Linked DNA regions of Zea mays: region 1 is linked to region 2. A link is a contact called in public Hi-C data. All regions are on one chromosome and are shown on one strand. The core of a region is the stretch at or near the end of the contact, and the rest is flanking DNA. Distances in the headings are between cores, read along the strand shown.

Region 1 (2,700 bases), core at 128-2,627, 170 kb after region 2:
AAAAGTGGAAACATATTACATATCCTGGTGATGCATAAAATTAATTTCCATTTCCCACCATATGGATTTGAGATAGACTTATATTTAAACTTTGAAAAGTGGTGGAATGTCAAATTCCAAGCTAAATAGCCCACACTATTAGGGCTTGTTCGGTTAGAGGTGGATTGAGGGGGATTAAGGGGCTGTTTGGTTTGCTGCCTAACTTGTCATAGTTTGCCACGCCTAAGGTTAGACAAGTTTGACCAAGTTAGGCATGTGTTTGGTTTGAAGCCATAGTTGTGGCAAGATTTTTCTCCTGCTACGTAGGTCCCACTCGTCAATGACTAATAAAAGTGTTGCAAGATTCTCTTAGGCGTGGTAAACTGTGGCGCAAAATTTGAGTGTCTAACCTTAGGCACCTTAGGCAAGTGTGGCATAAAATTGTGTGACAATTTTTTGCACCATAGGTATAGAACCAAACAGCCCCTAAATCCCTCCCTATTCAAAATTGAATAGGAAGGGATTTAATCCCCCTCAAACCGAACAAGGCCTTAAGTGGATTTCAATTCCTCTAAAATAAATGGATCCAAACGCCCCTTACTCTAATAGTTGCATTTATTGACTGTAATATCCATGCTTTCTTTACAGTACATGGAGGAGACAGAGATTTCAGATTTGGTGCAAATCCTATTGAACATGAGCACTTCATCAGACTGGTGTACCAGACATGGTGCTTTGTTATCGTTCTCATACATATCAATGCATTCTCCATCAAAATTGTGTCATTTGGCATCCTTTCCATCTCTGGTCGATCTTTTGAAAGGTTCTCTCAAAGACGACAAGGTATTGATTGGATCAAGTTAGAAGCCTCGTTTGTTTGTAATTATTATTGTGGTGTCTGTAACTCTTATCTGTGCTGTGTGAAGTTCCCTGTTCGTGAAGTTGCTACAAGAACTCTGGGAAAGATACTCTGTTTTGAGCTACAGCCAGAAGCTGGCACCTTGCAACTTGTTCAGCTGCTTATCTTGGCCTTGCGTGATGATTCAAGTGAAGTTAGGAGAAGATCTTTGTCGTGTATCAAAGCTGCTGCAAAGGTTTTATCATTGGAGCCTCTTTATCTCAATGTACGTGGTATCTTAATTCATGGTGACATGGTGGTAATTTAATGATTCCTTCCTGTAGACAAATCATTCAGCTCTTGCTACACATCACTCTATATTGGGCCCGGCAATTGCTGAAGCTTTGAAGGACTCTAGCATGCCTGTACGTCTAGCTGCGGAACGCTGCGCCCTTCATGTTTTCCAGTTAACGAAAGGTACTTCCATTTCTTGTTCTCTGTTTCCTACTGCTACTATGTGATACCGTTTCTTATCAAGCGCTGTTCTCTTTGTAATGAGCTTTATGACGAGCTTTTGGTAAGATTATTGTAAACTTGGATAGCTATTGTGCACTTGGTTGTCTGATAGGAACTGTTTAACGTTACCGCCTCCATTTCCAGGGCCAGATAATGTTACAGCAGCACAAAAGTACCTCGGGATGACTGGCTTGGAAGTGAAGAAAATCGCAAAGCTTGACGTGGACAGGTATGCTTGCGATGCTGTCATGTTTCATTGAGTTGGATCGACAATTACAATTTTCTGTTCCTTTTCCTCCTCTGCAGTGATGGTAGTGAGAGCAGCGATGATGACAAGAGGACATAGACTCTACTCAACAGCAATCTTTTTTCGGTTCAGTTGTTATGATCTTTACATATAGTTAGCTACATTGATAGCGGAATGTGGGGTCATTTTTTCTGTCTGGCCCATTTTGTGTACATCCTTTTTGACAACAAACAGGTAAAAGTGACAACGTTTGCAAATCGACAAACAATGGTGAGTTATTCAATCTAAGAAGTCTGTCTACCCAGTTTTTCCCAGATAGTTCGGACCCGGAACTTATATTCACCTCAATTTGAATGGACCAATTTCCAGGACACAAGTTGTATTGCAACCAAGGACTGATTCGTTAGTTTGAGCACAGCACAACCACCCAGTTCAACGATAACGCATGTCAATGTAAGCCACGCATACCATATAGTATCATATCGTCGAGTATTGTTCGTACCACATCTTCCTCCCAGTTGATCTCCTTGGGCAAGGTAGGCCCTTCCCTGGACAGCTCGTTGGGCATCTTGTTGAGCATGCTCTCTGCTCTGTACCTGAACGCTGGAGTCCACGAACAGACTGCTCTGAGCGGCGTCAATGTGGATAGGAATGTAATCGGACGTATATTACTGGTTCCATGTTTGTTTTCATATTTTCTCATTGGATATTAATGCAAATATTATCGAGTTGGGCATCGGATATTAATGCAAATATTATCGAGTTGGGATTTGTGTCGGATAATATCCGAATGAATATCTAGACTTAGATAATAAGTTTTTAAGTTTTTTTAATTCACCACCACTTAGGCGTATCAACCCCTTTAGTATAAAAAATCGGCTGGCTCACTTTAGACTTTTGGCTTCACTGTCACTGAGTTGACGTTATTTAGGCCCTGTTTGGTACAGCTGCTGCTTGTTGAAAAAGCAGCTTATCTGATAAGCTGGTGAAAAGCAGCTTCTGCTTGTTAACTGCTTTTAGTGTATTCTGAGAAGCTGCTGAAATGATAAGCTGCTTTTAAATGATCACGATGTGGTTGTGGTGGATACCTTTAGGCATTTGCACTTTTAAATGATCACGA
Region 2 (2,700 bases), core at 111-2,610:
TTCGCAGGACCCGGAGGGGTCGCTGCACTGGCAGTGCCTAACGCCGCCGAACTCTTGCCGCTCTGCCCTAGTCCACAACCATCTTCGAAATACGTTCTCTTGCCAAGCTTCAGGCCTAGCACCACCGGCTCTCCGCTGCTGAGCACCGAACCAGTGTCCTTGTCGGGCGCTTTGGCAGGTGCGAAACTGATGAGCTCCATGTTGTTCTTGTTCTTGTTCCCCTTGGCACTGGGCAGAGAATGGATTGACGAGGATACGGAAGAAGGCGCCGGTTCATGCCCTGTGGCCTCAAGGCCCGCGAACTGAGGCGCGGCAGCGGTCGTCCTGTGGCTCTCGCTCCCGTTTGCGGCTGCGGGCGGCAGGTTCTCCCAGTCCCACAGCAGCACGGAGGCCTTCTGGTTCCAGTCCATGTCCATCCCAAACGAGCCCATGCCAGTTGCCAGTGCCAGGATCCGAAATCTGAGCTGCTGCTCCTCGTCCTACTTGCCTGCCGAAGCGGCTAACTCTGAAACAACAACAACAACAACAACAAAAAGGAAGAGAGAAGCAGGTTAAAGAGCAGAAAGGGTTCGGGTAAGAACAAGCATATCTGGGGGCTGGGGCACTCAGTTATGCATCATGATTAGGTTCGCAGGGTAAGTACGCGAGGTTGCAAGAACAGAACCGTTGAACTTTTAACAGAGGAATCGTCGATCACGGCAAGAACAGAACATAGTGTAGCAGCACCAAGAGAGAGAGGCAAGGGAACATAACCCACACCCACGAGTACGCCAGTCAAGGCGCTGCAGCAAAAGGCAAGGCCAAAGTACTCACCAGAAAAAAAAGGGAACGGACAGGGCAACCTGCGTCTAGGTCAGTCCGCGTCAGGTCAGCACGCCGGCTGGACAGCCGTGGCTGCGGCTGCTGCGGCGGCGGCGCATCGGCGAGCTCGGGGTGGGCGCAGCGTGCAAGAAGCTCAGCCTCGCGCGCCGGGGCACAGGTTCGCCCTCATGGAGCTTCTTGAGATCTGTGTACCCTGTTCCTCTCTTCGTCTCCTCTCCGCTCAGCCTGGAAACCACAGCATCGCCAAGTCGTCAACAGCAACTCCGGGCCTCCGGCGGCATCGTGGCAGCAGGTAACTGGCAACCGCCGCCACGCCCTCCGTCCGCCCGATCTTTTAGCGAGAATCTCACCTCGCTGTGGGTGATGACGGGTCGAGAGAACCTGTGTCTCGTCGTGGTGTAGCTCTTCCACGGCGGCGACCGGCAGAGCGAGCAGTGGGGAAGGCAAACCAGCGCAGCGCCTCTCAGAAACCCAAAAGGCGAGGCAGAGCGGCGAGGAAAGGGGAGCAGATGAGGAAGACAAGACTCCCCCAATTATCGACACAGCAGTACAGTACGCGCGATATGGCCGGCCTTTTGTTTTGCTTTTGCATCCATCTCTCATTCTCTCTCTCTCTCTCTGTCCATCGCTCTGCAGTGGCTGGCTGCTGGCTCTGGGCTCTGGCTGCGGGCTGCCTCCTCCGCAGCCACAACCACCATGGCATGGCAGAAAGGCACATGGCCGTCCCTGACCCCCAAGCACAGCGCAGGCACTGGTACTGGTAGGGCTCACTAGTTACTGCTGCTGCGGCTGCATGTTACAGAAACCACTGGCAGCTGCCTCGGATCTTCTTCCAGCTACCCCCACCCCACCGTCCTACGGCGGGCGGCCACTAGCCCACCACTACTACGCCACGTCCACGGGTGGCCAGCCAGTGCCGTACGTGCGACGAGTCCAGTGCCACGAAAGGACCCTGCCCCTCCTTTTCTTGCCGGATTTCCAGGACCCTGATGGCAAGGCTCGTGTTGCCACTTATGGAAGGATCGTAGAGAGTGGCGCCTCCGCACTGTGCCGCTGTACTCCTCCAGCTAAAAGAGTGGTGGACATGAGTGGATCGACAACAGTGGCGACCCTCGCCATCTGGGACGGGAACAGAGAGAGAGAGATGCGACCAGCAGGAGAAGCCGCCGTTTGTCGAAAACGACCGGGAAGCAGAAGGCGTACAGCTTGTTCGCTGCGGCTTGCTGCGGCTGCAATCCGGCTGCGGCTGCGGCTTCTACAGTATTTTTCTCTCTATGGATTGCAGCTGCAGCAGTCCAAACAGCTGCAACAGTGTCGGCTTGCAGCCAGCCGAACACGCCCGTAAACTCCGGGACGACAGGCGCACGGGCGCCTGTCTCCTAATAAATCCAGATTCCGAAACGACAGCAACCACAACCAGCCAAGCCCCCCTCGTCTCCGTCACACACTCACACTCACACAGCTGAACTCAAAGGGGTTTGCTGCCATTGCTGGTGCCATATATGCATGAGGCCACTTGCGCGTGTAATGTGCTGTGCTGCAAATCTGACTTCTTGGCGTACGAGATGCTCCTGGCCCTGCGTTTTTTGTTGTTAATTTAACGGTTCAGCAAAGGGCTGCGACCCTGTAAACTCGGGCGCCACGAGATCTGGGTGCCTCCCGGCCTGTTCCTGGTCATTCAAGGTGCAGTGCAGGCTCATCAGATCTGAACTGTCTGCCTGCCTGTCTGTCTGTACGTCCCTGGCCTCGCTCGTAGTGCTCTCGGTGGCCCTGGCCCCGTTGCGCATTTGCGTAGCCACACCACACTCTTCGCCCCAGCAAGAACAGCGTTGCCCTCCCGTCTCCGTGTTGATTCTACGCAGGAGCAGAACCGAACTG

The links. A called contact is a pair of places that touch in the nucleus more often than the background predicts.
Region 1: a contact with region 2 is called in a Hi-C map of root tip, with 5 times the contacts expected there. The contact joins the enhancer-like site here to the promoter of sbp20 in region 2. A contact is called at or near these places in 4 of 25 Hi-C or Micro-C datasets (ear, leaf, root tip and 1 more).

Annotation. Positions count from the first base shown.
Region 1 is chr4:246,562,729-246,565,428 of Zm-B73-REFERENCE-NAM-5.0, forward strand. LOC103656035 (protein ILITYHIA) reads left to right here. Exons shown (of 61, transcript XR_002269368.3): 56 at 628-822; 57 at 906-1,073; 58 at 1,162-1,294; 59 at 1,478-1,562; 60 at 1,640-1,850; 61 at 1,950-2,353. Among protein-coding and RNA genes, the nearest start is that of LOC100274330, 6.9 kb to the right of the region's middle. Within about 2 kb of position 1,378, at least 3 of the 20 cell types and tissues checked have an H3K27ac peak or open chromatin away from gene starts, as enhancers often do. A contact at or near this core is called in root tip, where this site is marked.
Region 2 is chr4:246,389,183-246,391,882 of Zm-B73-REFERENCE-NAM-5.0, forward strand. sbp20 (SBP-transcription factor 20) reads right to left here and starts at 1,361. Exons shown (of 6, transcript NM_001175227.1): 1 at 1,173-1,361; 2 at 814-1,047; 3 at 1-505. The coding sequence starts at 431. LOC103656034 (a long non-coding RNA gene) reads left to right here and starts at 1,225. Exons shown (of 2, transcript XR_004857988.1): 1 at 1,225-1,374.